2 separate regions of the Zea mays genome follow, and region 1 is linked to region 2. Evidence: chromatin contacts called from public Hi-C data. All regions are on one chromosome and are shown on one strand. Each heading gives the region's core, a stretch centred on a gene start, on an enhancer-like site or on the middle of the called end of the contact. The rest is flanking DNA. Distances are from core to core; before and after follow the strand shown.

Region 1 (7,223 bases), core at 488-2,987, 180 kb before region 2:
TTCTACATTATTTCTTTACTGCAAAAGGGTAATACCTTCAATAATCAACCACAATCACCAAACAATATAGGTTGCCACCTACACTTGAATATGATGTTGGATCAAACAATTCCGCGTGCAGAAGCTCTAGCGGGCTAGATGCTGACATGAATGCTTTTATAGGATGCATATTTGCAACTTTTTTGTCGACTTGGCATGAAATTCAAAGCTTGTCTTTCTCAGACAGAACATCCTTCAGACCTCTAACCGTTTCTTTCTTAAATAGTTTCTTGAGCGTACCCAGTCAAACACGAGCTAGCCTTCTATGCCCAAACCACCCAAGTGAAGTTTTGGTGAATAGACATGTCTTTAAGTTTGCATCATCCGAATGAAGTCCACTAAATATAGATTGTTGCAGTGACCCGGTTATCATCCTTTCTAGATACAACATTCCCGTTCTCCTTGAATAGGCATTGGTAGCCATTACCACACAATTGACCAACATATAGTAAGTTCAAACTAAGTGATGCAACCAAGAGGACATTTGATATTGAGTTACTATTGGAGATTGCCACTTTGCTCAACCATTTTACTTTGCTCCTTCAATTATCCCCAAAGGTTATCTTCTCTTAATCATCCATTTCTTTATTGAGTAAGGTAAACATTCGAGGGTCATTGGTCAAATGTTGGGTACATCCACTATCAATTATCTAATGACATCAATATCGCGAGTTGAATATTTTCTAATCAAATAGTGAGCATTGAAGTTAATGGCCCTGAGTGTTTAGGTAATGGTTGGGGTTGGTGGTGTGGCTTTGCATTTGTGGGCAAGTGTCCCTATTTTCCACTCTAAAAGCGCTTATTTTGGCTTAGGGCCTTTGTTTTGTGGTTGTTCTTTCTTTTCTATAAAAAGTTGGCAGCCCATACCACTCCTATCCAATTTCAAAACCATGTTTATAAGCAACTCACTAGAAGGTATTTGCGCTTTGTGAACTTTTGTGTGCCAAGCTAGGTGACTATTTTCTTTTTTTAGCCTTTTGTTGCGCGGCCGACGCGATAGGCTGGGGGAGGGGCAGCATGGAAGAAGAAACAATTTCGAGGAAATAAAGAAATGAAATAATGTACTGATATGTTTGTGTATTGAGTGGGAATGACGGTCAAATTTTTCCTAATTTTACCGAACTTAAGTTGGTGGAGCACGTCTCGAGAAACCCCACAAAAAATGGATCTGAACCGTTTCACTAGCTTTTTATGGAGTAAACTTGTTTTTATACTGAAGCCGATGGAGCTGTCAGCTCAAATTTGCTAAATTTACAGCGATGTACTACTATAAAGTTATATAAACGGTTCTGTTATCCCAGGAATCAGGGGGGGGAAAGGACTTCCCCCATTTTTTCGTTTTCAAAAATCAGACAGAACAGGTAGTTTTTTTCCCGTCGCGCACGCTCAAAATTAACTTCGTCGCCTAGTGTGAAGCAATCTGCAGTGCGGAGATCCGACGGTCCTGAAGTGGACGCCGTCCGTGATCGGCTGAAAGGAACGGCGGAGGATGGCAACAGAGTTTCACCAAAAACGAAAAAGGAAGCAGGGTAAGGCGAGGCGCCGTGGCCCCCGAAACAATCCCCTCCCCGGCCTCTCGGCGAATCGCGAGGCGGCACCCACGTGCGCGGCTCGCCCCCACTCCCTGACATGCGCCGATCGCGCCCACATGTCCCTCTCCCCCCGCGCCGCTATTTCTACCTCCCCGCCGGCGCTACTCGTCGCGCTCCCCACCGGTAGCACGTCCGCCTCTTCATCCATCCATCTATCCATCCGCGTCCCCGGGATCACCGAGCTCTCCAGTAGGTCTAGAAGATACCACACGTACGTCCGGCGGCTTCCGTCAGAGAAGCTAGCTAGCGCTTCGTCTCCGACCCGGCCGTATAGACGACGACACACAGCGGGGCCCGGCCGGCCGGTCTCTCTCGGCGTAGGCGGCGACCATGGACGACGACGACGCCGCCTCCTCGTCACCGGCGGCTTCGTACGTCAGACTGGTAATAAGTGCATGCGCGGCAGCGCGGGCGGACCTACGATCTGCCGCCGCCGCGCTCGTTGAGATACATACGAGTATACGACCCGATGGCCTTGTGTTGGACTGGAAAATGCAAATGCATGCATGCATGGTGAATGATGGATGCAAGGGGTTTGATGTCCAGGTGCAGCATCTGATCGAGAAGTGCATCTGCTACAAGCTGAACAAGGAGGAGTGCATGGAGACGTTGGAGAAGCACGCCAAAGTGATGCCCGTCATCACATCCACAGGTAGGCCGTAGGCGGCACTCTTGCAAGCAAGCGATTAATCGAGATTATTTCAAGAGTAGTTAAGTTGTCGTCCACGCCAAATTAAAGCTACTACTAGTCGACTCGATCGTATCGATCTCATTGACCTCTTCTTGGCATTATTATACTATACATGCTGCTATAGCAGTGTGGAAGGAGCTGGAGAAGGAGAACAGGGAGTTCTTCGAGACGTACAAGAAGTATCTGGGACAAGAGTCGGCGCTGCAGAAGAATCCATCCGATGGACAGGAACAGCCTTCGTCTGCTTCCAAGAGCTCAGACGACGACGACGATTAGACAGATCTGTCGCGCTCGCTCACATGCATGGCCTTGCAGGTACATATATATCGAGAGCGTCGCCAGTGTAATTATGTGTGTTATAAGTACGCAGGCAGGGGAGCTAGCCTGCATGGTCATGTGTATCATGAGTAGATATATAGATTATTGATTAAATCTCGTAGCACTTCCAGAGGATCGAAGATTCTCGATCTAGCTACAGGCAGTGCCGTACCGCAGGTGTATCAATCAAGCAGGGTGTAGGTGTTGTGTTGTGTTGCATGCATATCATGTGGGCTCTCCGCACGTACGTGGCGGGCTAATGTCCGTCAAGCTAGGACGTGTACTCCCGTGCGTGTTCGTGTGAAAGACACTGCTGGTTACTGTCAGAAGAAAGAGGCCGTTCCTGTCCCGGTGCATGGTGGTCGATAGATGGCCTCGCCGTACGTGCTCTCTGGCGATCGATCGAACAGACAGGCGGGCCACGGGGATGACTATCTTCAGCACACTCATCGTACTCCTTTATCTCACTCTGTATTTTGAACTCCTCTCTTTAAACAGTGTATCTTTATCGCGCACTGGCTATTTTAAACTCCTCTATGCAAAACCAAGTCGTCGGTCTCTCTCTGTCTCTGGCCGGCGACGGCGACAGGAGGAGTGGAGGATAGTGCTCTCGACTCGACGAGCGACGACTACGCTAGCTAGATGGTGTATTTAGCATGTAGGCAACGTCTTCTGCGATCAGCATGGGCAACTATAGCTAGGCGAGAAGAGAAGCAACGGATGCGAGAGCTGGCGGGTGGCGCTCGCATCGTTGGCTGCTGCGGGTTTGCCATGCCATGCTTCTCATGCTAGCTAGCTAAGAGACAGAGTCGATCACTTTTCTGTATTGGAGCAGGACATGGGCAACTACTACTGCTGCCCTGTATTTCCAACAGCAGCCTGCAGGGGACGACGACACTAGCTACCCACGCATGTGTACAAACAAACCGATCGACTCGGGTGTAGTAGGTCACCAACTCCGGTAGAATGAATGGGTCGGTGGGTTGGCCGGATCTGCGTCTTGTCTTATAGCACGTGCGTGCATCAACTGTTCAACCCGGCCCTCTGATGAAAGAAAAACAAAAAAATGTTCAGTGCATCTGCAGAATCTTAAGATTATCATCGCCCGGCTCACTTTAGGCCCAGGCGGACAGTAGCCCTGGCAGACTTTAAGCTTTGTTTGTGTACTCTAATATTCACTCCAATTCATGTGTATTGAGATAGATTAGAGTGCAATTCAGCTTAATACATGTGGATTCAGCTAAATACTAGAGAAGCCAAATAGGATCGGCTCTTTTCATTCCCGTCTAAAGCATTCAGCTACTTAAGTGTCCATGCCAGATATCGGCCCAGCCTGCTAAGGTTCGAATACTTGGGCCATGGTCCAGCACTAGGAAACAGGTAGATATGAGATAATGACAAGTTGAAAATTTTTAAGTCAACTAAAATATCAGTAACTAAAATATAGTTTTAATTTTTATAAATCCAGAGACTAAAATATAATAAAATGAACACATCCAAAGTCAGGTTGCCTTTCTAAAAAATCATGGTGGTTGGAAACGTTGGGCCGATAGTGGACTATGGCCACGGGCCTCATTCAAGGGTCCACCATTGGTCGGAGAATAATGGTTTCACCAGGTATAATCTCGGTCATTGGTCAGATAAGGGCTTGTTCGCTTTGGAGTGGATTGAGGGGGATTGGAGGGGATTAAATCCCCTCCTATACAAATTTTGTATAGGAGGGGATTTAATCCCCTCCAATCCCCCTCAATCCACTCCAAAGCGAACAAGCCCTAATGGAGTATTGCATGCGCGAGGGGGCGTTTGGCTGCAACCACAGTCCCTTCCCTCCCCTCTCCCTATAGCTGATTTGGTGACCCCCTCTCCCAAGTCCCAATAGCTGATATGGTGACCACGGGAAATAGAGTAGTTTAAGAAGAAAATGAAATAATTTCTCTCTCAATCTTCACTAATCGTCTGTGATTCCTTTGTCACCAAATCACCCGCCTATAGTGTCCTACCGAATGGAGCAGCGGCAGCCCCAGGCCCCAGCAGTCCCTACCTGGCTCTCTAAACGAGGCCCCCCTCAATATGGTGTCACCACTATAATCCATTTTGGTAGGCTCTTGCATCACTTGCTTTAGCTCTAGCTCTTAAGGAGCACCCCATCTAGTTGAAAACATAGCTTCTCCTATTTTAGGGGAGAGGAAATGACAAAAGAGAGTCGGATAAGCCCTTTTGTATGATCGGTAGGTATGAGAAATGATATTTTCGGTTGTATTGGGTTATAAGGGGAGAGTTTAGAGGGAACCACTACGAGAAAAAGGAAGAGTAGGGGGTGGAATCTGGGTGACATGATGCAAAAATGGGATGAGAGGGAAATTTAGAGAGGATAGTTGTAGTTAGTCTTAGCTAGGGGTGGTAATGAATCACGATCTAAACGTTTCTTCACAATTTATTTGAGCCCTTAATTAATTTTAGTTAAAAATGAATAGAAATAGAGTCTGATCGTAATTTAATCCGATGCTTAAATTTTATAGTGTAAAATTTAGAGGTCATTACCACCCCTAGCCTCAGCGGGTTATGGTTGTCAGGGCGCCGCGAGCAATGGTAGCATGCCATTACTGAAGGTGTGGACTGTAGAGGTTATGCTGTCTTCGGCGGATCGTGTAAAATTGAGGAGGCGGAAGTATAGATGATGCTGTTTGATAATGTTTGTATGATAAAGTTTAAGATAAAATATAAAATATGGTACTAATAACTCTATTCTCGAATATTTATCGTTTGTTAGTTTTTTTAAACTAAACCGTGATAAATAAAAAAGAATAGAGTGAGTATTAAATAGGAGTCCGCTCAAGATGGCCTTACTAGGGGTTCAGGCTTCTCCTTGGGCCCTAGCGTGCAGCGGCTATGTAGATTGCACGAGATGAGAGAGCACGTTGTTGCACGCTCGTCGGGTATCTTCCTAGAGCAGAGCTTAGAGCAAGTTTAATAAAAGTAAGGCTAATAATATAGTCCACTGCAGGTTTAATAGTGATTTTTAGAGATGGATATATTAGACGTCATCTACAAAATGATTAATGGAGACCCTCATCCTAATACGACCGTCTATGCTAATAAATGGTTTTAGAGGTAGTGTATGTTTGATATAGCTAACTTCGTAGCTTCTTTACAGGTTTAAGCAGATGTTGTGCTAAACAAGATGCTTTTATAGCATATTATCAATTTTGCTGCTTCTTGAAATCAACTAAAAACAGGCAATAGTAGAGGTGTTATTCATCAGCTTCTTAAATTAGATTAGCAGTTTCTTCAACGAGCACCAATCGTGCCAAACAAGAGGCCATATATAGATGCTTTAGAACATGCACCTCCGTAAATGATTTTCGGCTATGGATATTTTTAGCTCTTCCATTTATTGTCTCCGTTAATGTTTGTCACTGTCTCATAAATTTATCTTTAGTAGTGATGTGTTAATCCAAATCATCCCTATGCTAAGTTATCTGAACACATGCTGCTTGCACTTTAAACTGGACGAATCAATCGTTCATTATTTTATTCATCTTCTTGCGTTTGGTTAACTCATTCTACATATCTATTAACCTTCTCCATAGTTTATTTCGGTGTGTTCTGACCTATATATATTGAACATGCTGGTAAATTATGACAGCCTTACAACCGAAACCTGCATGCTCTGGAACTATTGCGGGCATCATCATATTACCACTCGCTAAAAAAACAATAAGGACTTGTCCGTTATCATCATATTAGAATTACATAGAACTGCAGAATCTAACATGTCTTTTCTTTTCCATGCATGGAAAGGATTGGGTCGTTAACCCAAAAAGGTAACAATGGAACAGTATACGGGGATGAGCAGAAACAAAGAGCGCTAACGAAGCACCACCATGAAAGAAGGAGATTTATGTGCAGTCTAAACAACGCGGAACGAAGGCTCAATAACTACAGCGAGCAATCTAACATGGCGAGCGTCTTATGTACACCACCCTGCCCGGCGGCGCCTAGCACCAACACGCCCCGGCACTTGGCGCAGTTCTCCAACGGCGTGAGGTTGAGGTCCAGGCAGATCCCGCCGGCGACGTCGCAGGCGGCCTTGTCGAGCGGCGGGCGCAACTTGTTAGACGCCTCGGCGTCGGCGTCGGCGTCGGCGCGGTGCCGGCGCATGTGGCCGCCGAGCGCCTGGCCGATGGCGAACTCCAGCCCGCAGACGGGGCACGCGTGCACCCTCGGCTTGGGCGTCGGCGGCGGCTGCGGCGGCTGCTGGCGCCCGAGGCAGAGCCCCGCGTGATCAGCGACGACTGGCTGCTGCTGATGTTGGAGCACCCTCGGGCGCTTGTGGCTGGCGCGGTGGCCGCCGAGCGCCTGGAACGTGGGGAACTGCCGGCTGCACGTCTTGCACTGGAACACGCGGCCCGTGGGGAGCGGCGGCATCCCGTGGTGGGCGCGCCGCAGGTGCAGGAGATGCTGCCGCTGCGCCTGCGCGAGGAGCCCGAGCAGGCGCAGGCGGGCCGTGTCCGCGACGCCGGCCGCGGCCGCCTCCGCTTCCCACGCCGCCCTGTCCCTCTTGGCCGCCATCATCGGCTGCT
Region 2 (6,832 bases), core at 216-2,715:
TCTTTAGTTGAGCTCGTGCAAACCGGTTGAACCGGTTTTACCTAGTTCGTTTCTAGTTTTTGTTAAAAAAGTTTTCGCTTGTCTATTCACCCTCTATAGGCAACTTTCAATTATGTAATCACTTTTTTTTTCTTTTTTCTGTTTAAAATCTCAGTTTCAAACTTCCAATTGATTTTGAATACGAGGTTTGGGTTTAAATTCATATTGGAGGCAAAAATCGAAAGTTCCACGTGATGCTAGGTTTTATTTCGGTTTTCTATCTCCTATTGTTTTTCACGTTTCAACTTGATTCAAATTCTAGTTTTTTTTAACTTAAGCACAATTAAATACAACATAAAAACAACATGGATTCAAGTTCTATTTCAATTTTTATTAACTATTATGTTGTCTAGTCTGTTCAAGCACATAATACTTATAAATATAAAATTAAACGAAATCACATATTTCCACAAATCTTGGGTACTACACTCGGAGACGACGATGGATTCCATCTCAATTTGGATGTTGATTATAGCTCTATTTCAGTTGTCACTGTTGTCCTAACACGCCCTATTGTGCATGATAGTGCACGTGCTCAACGTAAAAGAAAAGAGATCAGTAACAAGTAGCAGCACTGTACAAGGTAAGCCGTGATTCAATTAAAACTGTTTGAGCAATTCAGTTGCTAGATCGTTCCACCATCGATAATTCGATATGTACGATGATATAAAAAGAGCCCATAAGTTTGTCTTGAAAAGGTTGATCAAATAATTTAAATTAGATGATAAAAAACATGGAAGATGTGGGAGTGGACGACGGCTATGAAGAATAGTACTATATCAGGTTTATACGTAAAATTTATTTTTGAAATGTTTTTATAATCTGTTTGAATTGTATTTTTTGCTTAATTATGTGATTGGATGTTTTTTCATGAAATGTCGAGTTTTATTTTAAATAAAATTCTGTAAAGAGAAGTTGCTGCGCTGAGAAAACTATAAATCGATAGTAAAGGCTGTACGCAACGTTTAAGTCCTTGTTTGAATGCGTATGAATCTGAGAAAGTTCAGAATGATTAAATCTTTTTTATTTAATTTTAATTTGAGAGAGATTAAGTTCTCTCCAATTCTCTTTAATTTAGACGTAATCGAACAAGCTGGTTGCCAAACTAGATGAGTACATTTTGTCCACTGCCATAGAGCCATCGACTACAAAAGTCTAGAACACAGTGGAAAGCACCAGACAACGCGCGACCAAAAGGGCCCAGGCCCCAGCGCCCCAGTCCGGGGGTTGTGTTCGCCGACCTGTGCGTGCCTGCTCGTCACGTCACGTCCCTATTTGCCCGTCTTCCTCCCCTCCAGACCCTTCTCGAACGCCCCTTCGTTCTGGATCCAACGGTCGGTCTCTGCCGGGCTCGAACGTTCTCGAAACCACGTCACCCCCGATAAAACCCCACGCACAGCCTCCTCCCTTCCTCAACCATCATTGCAAAAGCGAAGCAAGCAATCCGAATTCTCTGCGATTTCTCTAGATCTCGACCACCCCTACTAGTTTTGGTTCCTCCTTTCGTTCGAGAGAGCGTTTCTAGTGGCAATGGCGAAGAGCGAGGGTCCGGCGATCGGGATCGACCTCGGCACCACCTACTCGTGCGTCGGCGTGTGGCAGCACGACCGGGTGGAGATCATCGCCAACGACCAGGGGAACCGCACCACGCCGTCCTATGTCGGCTTCACCGACACCGAGCGGCTCATCGGCGACGCTGCCAAGAACCAGGTCGCCATGAACCCCACCAACACCGTCTTCGGTACGCGCTCACTCCGCCCTCTGCCTTTGTTACTGCCACGTTTCTCTGAATGCTCTCTTGTGTGGTGATTGCTGAGAGTGGTTTAGCTGGATCTAGAATTACACTCTGAAATCGTGTTCTGCCTGTGCTGATTACTTGCCGTCCTTTGTAGCAGCAAAATATAGGGACATGGTAGTACGAAACGAAGATAGAACCTACACAGCAATACGAGAAATGTGTAATTTGGTGCTTAGCGGTATTTATTTAAGCACATGTTGGTGTTATAGGGCACTTGGATTCAGAAGTTTGCTGTTAATTTAGGCACAGGCTTCATACTACATGGGTCAATAGTATAGGGATTCATATTATAGGCGATACTATAATAATTTGTTCGTCTGCAGAGCTTATTATTTGCCAAAATTAGATATTCCTATTCTGTTTTTGTTTGTGTGCTGTTAAATTGTTAACGCCTGAAGGAATAAATATAAATGACGAAATTTTGATGTTTATCTCTGCTCCTTTATTGTGACCATAAGTCAAGATCAGATGCACTTGTTTTAAATATTGTTGTCTGAAGAAATAAGTACTGACAGTATTTTGATGCATTGATCTGCTTGTTTGTTGTAACAAAATTTAAAAATAAAGAGTTTCCTTTTTGTTGCTCTCCTTACCTCCTGATGGTATCTAGTATCTACCAACTGACACTATATTGCTTCTCTTTACATACGTATCTTGCTCGATGCCTTCTCCCTAGTGTTGACCAGTGTTACTCACATAGTCTTTGCTCATTTCATTGTAATGCAGATGCCAAGCGGTTGATCGGCAGGAGGTTCTCTGACCCGTCAGTGCAGAGTGACATGAAGCTATGGCCGTTCAAGGTCATCCCAGGGCCTGGTGACAAACCCATGATTGTAGTCAACTACAAGGGCGAGGAGAAGCAGTTTGCTGCTGAGGAGATCTCCTCCATGGTCCTCATCAAGATGAAGGAGATTGCTGAAGCCTACCTTGGTTCCACCATCAAGAACGCAGTGGTGACAGTGCCGGCCTATTTCAACGACTCGCAGAGGCAGGCCACCAAGGACGCCGGTGTCATTGCGGGCCTCAATGTGATGCGTATCATCAACGAGCCCACTGCTGCTGCTATTGCCTACGGTCTTGACAAGAAGGCCACCAGCTCCGGCGAGAAGAACGTGCTCATCTTCGACCTTGGTGGTGGCACGTTTGATGTGTCGCTCCTCACCATCGAGGAGGGCATCTTCGAGGTGAAGGCCACTGCGGGCGACACTCACCTTGGCGGCGAGGACTTCGACAATCGCATGGTGAACCACTTCGTCCAAGAGTTCAAGCGCAAGAATAAGAAGGACATAAGCGGCAACCCCCGTGCACTGCGCCGGCTGCGCACGGCGTGCGAGCGCGCCAAGCGCACGCTGTCATCGACTGCCCAGACGACCATTGAGATCGACTCCCTGTTCGAGGGCATCGATTTCTACTCCACGATCACCAGGGCTCGCTTCGAGGAGCTCAATATGGACTTGTTCCGGAAGTGCATGGAACCTGTGGAGAAGTGCTTGCGCGACGCCAAGATGGACAAGAGCAGCGTGCACGACGTCGTGCTCGTCGGTGGCTCCACCCGCATCCCCAAGGTGCAGCAGCTGCTGCAGGACTTCTTCAACGGAAAGGAATTGTGCAAGAGCATCAACCCCGACGAGGCTGTGGCGTACGGCGCCGCTGTCCAGGCTGCCATCCTCAGCGGCGAGGGCAACGAAAAGGTACAAGATCTGCTCCTGCTCGACGTCACGCCACTGTCTCTCGGCCTGGAGACTGCAGGTGGCGTCATGACGGTGCTGATCCCGAGGAACACCACCATCCCGACCAAGAAGGAGCAGGTCTTCTCCACGTACTCCGACAACCAGCCGGGCGTCCTGATCCAGGTGTACGAGGGTGAGCGCGCGAGGACCAAGGACAACAACCTCCTCGGCAAGTTCGAACTCTCCGGCATCCCTCCTGCTCCCCGCGGCGTGCCCCAGATCACGGTTACCTTCGACATCGATGCCAACGGCATCCTCAACGTCTCTGCCGAGGACAAGACCACCGGCCAGAAGAACAAGATCACGATCACCAACGACAAGGGCCGGCTTAGCAAGGAGGAGATCGAGAAGATGGTGCAGGAGGCTGAGAAGTACAAGGCAGAGGACGAGGAGGTCAAGAAGAAGGTGGACGCCAAGAACGCGCTCGAGAATTATGCCTACAACATGAGGAACACCATCAAGGACGACAAGATCGCCTCCAAGCTCCCCGCTGAGGACAAGAAGAAGATCGAAGATGCCGTTGACGGCGCCATCAGCTGGCTGGACAGCAACCAGCTGGCTGAGGTGGAGGAGTTCGAAGACAAGATGAAGGAGCTTGAGGGGATCTGCAACCCCATCATCGCGAAGATGTACCAGGGCGAGGGCGCGGGCATGGGCGCTGCTGCTGGCATGGATGAGGATGCCCCGTCTGGTGGGAGCGGTGCTGGTCCCAAGATCGAGGAGGTGGATTAAGTTGGTTAGTGTTCGAGGTTTGGTTTGGTGAGGTGTGAAGTGCCTGAACTCTGATGGTTGTTTGTGAGGTGTGGTCGCAATAGCTGCGGCCTGTGGTGAACTTCTCAGAAATAAATAAGTTTTCGTTCCTAATTTGTTTTTTTTCAATTCATGTGTTGGTCGCCTTGTTTCGTATCGTTGCTTTTCATGTTAAACAGGTACTCTTGTCATGCAAGTGATGATGTGAATACGAGGCACTGCATAATTTGCACAGGACAGACGAATGCAGCAGTGTTTGTGATTCACCTCACTGCCTCCGTGATGAAAACTAATCTAAAATTCTGTGATGAAAACTAATCTAAAATTGGATGTTTGATCCATTGAGAGACAAAATATGTTAGTAATATTTATCATTGTCATGTGATGCGTGAATCCAGCAGAACTCATCTGGAGCGAAGAGCCGCAGAGCACGCAGTTACTCCCTCCGGCTAAAACAGACTATAATTTGGAATGTAAGAGTTCCTTTACGGCAAATAGCAGTATACAGTTCAGGTGATAATTAGGACTGTTGGATAATTAGGATGAAGTAATAAACTCAGAGCAGCGATGCCACCACAACTGTGGAAAAAGAGGCAGTGGCGGAACTCCGTAAAATTAACGTCCCGGTCACTCTATAAATATAAAGATGCGCTACTCTGTCTTTTCATTTTTTACGATTTAGTTCAAAAATGAACTAGCTGACGATAAATATTTAAGAACGAGTAGTAACATTTAAAACAATCCAGTGAAACGATGACAGGTAGGGAAAGGGGATCAGACATTCGAGAACAATTTCTCACAATAGAGGAGAATCACGGGCATAGGGCAGCAGACAGTCGCTGCCCATTGGTCAGAGAGACGCTCCGCCCTCGCCTATGAATAAGAAAAAAAGAGAATAAGGTTGAGGAAGTTGTATAGCTTGGGAGAAGATGTAATGACAGGGGCGGATTTGCATGGGCGGTGGCGTGGTGCCAGTGCTGGACGCGCGCGTGTTGCTGTTGCAGGGTCACAGGGAGGCTAGAGGTGGACTGGCAGAGGTCGGACTGGCGGTGGCAGATGCTTGAGTCAGAACCCGCCCGACCGCCTCGGAGGTTGCTGGCTTATGCCCTTGCTGGATCCGTGGATCCTAAAGGCGTGGAGAATGATAGAGTACTGGAGGGAGGCGGTCGTGCCGCTGGCAATATAAGAAGCGCAGCCACACAGGTTTGTGAAATAATTGGAAGAGTCTGTGTTCTCGTGACTCGAGCGACTAAGGGAAGCCGCCAGCGCCAGACTCAATCGCTACAAACAGGAGGTCTTTTGGACCACATTTTTAGATTGAAATGTATTTTAGGCAAGATTTTTTGGCTGGAAAAAAACCTATAAACAAGAGGACTTTTGGGCTGCGTCCCGGGCCACGGGCCAGGTGGCCCGGGCCCAAATCCGCCGCCCCTGAAAAGAGGGTTAGTTAAAGACTTAAATCACACTAATCTTCACCCAAGTTTTTTTTTTGTTTCTGAAAAGATCATACATTTTCTGCAACTATACAAATAGATGTTCTTGCTCACTCAGCACCACAATCTCCTCCGCTACTACTTGTTTCTCTGCTTACACACAAAAAAAGGAACACGTGTGACAATCTGCCTCTTGGAAACGAATATTTTGGCTCCGCAACGAAATATGCTCGTCCTCAGCTGTAAACTTCCTCGCTAGTAGTGAGCTACTTCAGCCCCATCGGTCGCCTTTCGTGTTCGTGTACTACTATAGCAACTTTTAGTAGCATCACGGGCTCACGGCTGCAGAACGAGCAGGCATTTCAAACCACATGCTACCGGTTGACGTCGCCGCACTTGTACCGCTGCAAAATGGGCTACGACGTGGGCTGGAATGCGAGATCGGGTTGACAAATGCAGGCTGGTGCCTGGTTCCGCGGGCCTTAGACTTTCTACAGTGGGCTGAAAGCCTGAAATCTTAACAGACTGCTGGGGAAGTTAGCCCACCACAAATATTTACGGGGTCGATCGGAGCATGCAGTTAGTTGCACAGTACGTTTGGTTTCTTCAACAGGCAAATAGAACTATGGAAGGAATGTTCACAGTCACAGCAACCTTACTCTGGCGATCACTACTAGCAAGCATCGGTAGAACTGAACATGCAAAGAAACGGTCAACCACTACATTGTTGCCACAGAAACGCATGCAGTCTTGTTCGGCAATCGGCATAGGCTTGGATCGAGTTGATAGATGAAGCACACCCATAGCATAGCCCAACGGAAGGCAACGGCCAACGGGTCTCGCCGTCTCGGGTCCATCGACTGGAGACCGCACGAGCGTCTGGTTCTCGGCTCGCATCATCACTCCACTCGAGCTAGCTCGCTCCGCCTGATCTCATCAGCGGCCTGCGGCGGACTGGAGGCCGAAGAAGTCATAGAACGGCAGCGCGGGCGCCTCGCCGCCGTTGGACTCGGCGCTCTCCAGGTTCTCGGCGTCCTCGGAGACGACGGAAGCGGACGCCGCCACTGCGGTCGACGTCAGGG

Evidence for each region. Hi-C and Micro-C count contacts between places; a contact is called where the count stands out from the background.
Region 1: a Hi-C map of bundle sheath shows a contact between it and region 2, with 2.1 times the contacts expected there. The contact joins the promoter of LOC103636516 here to the promoter of LOC100501536 in region 2. A contact is called at or near these places in 2 of 25 Hi-C or Micro-C datasets (bundle sheath and ear).

What each region holds. Positions count from the first base shown.
Region 1 is chr8:175,615,218-175,622,440 of Zm-B73-REFERENCE-NAM-5.0, reverse strand. It overlaps LOC103636516 (plant-specific domain TIGR01589 family protein expressed), which reads left to right and starts at 1,737. Exons shown (of 2, transcript XM_035961938.1): 1 at 1,737-2,283; 2 at 2,450-2,757. The coding sequence starts at 1,962. The coding sequence ends at 2,598. It overlaps LOC103637541 (zinc finger protein ZAT12), which reads right to left. Exons shown (of 1, transcript XM_008659705.4): 1 at 6,348-7,223. The coding sequence starts at 7,215. The coding sequence ends at 6,580.
Region 2 is chr8:175,432,562-175,439,393 of Zm-B73-REFERENCE-NAM-5.0, reverse strand. LOC100501536 (heat shock protein 1) reads left to right here and starts at 1,465. Exons shown (of 2, transcript NM_001196236.1): 1 at 1,465-1,780; 2 at 2,564-4,428. The coding sequence starts at 1,570. The coding sequence ends at 4,299. It overlaps LOC103636513 (WUSCHEL-related homeobox 5), which reads right to left. Exons shown (of 2, transcript XM_023300922.2): 2 at 6,347-6,832. The coding sequence ends at 6,687.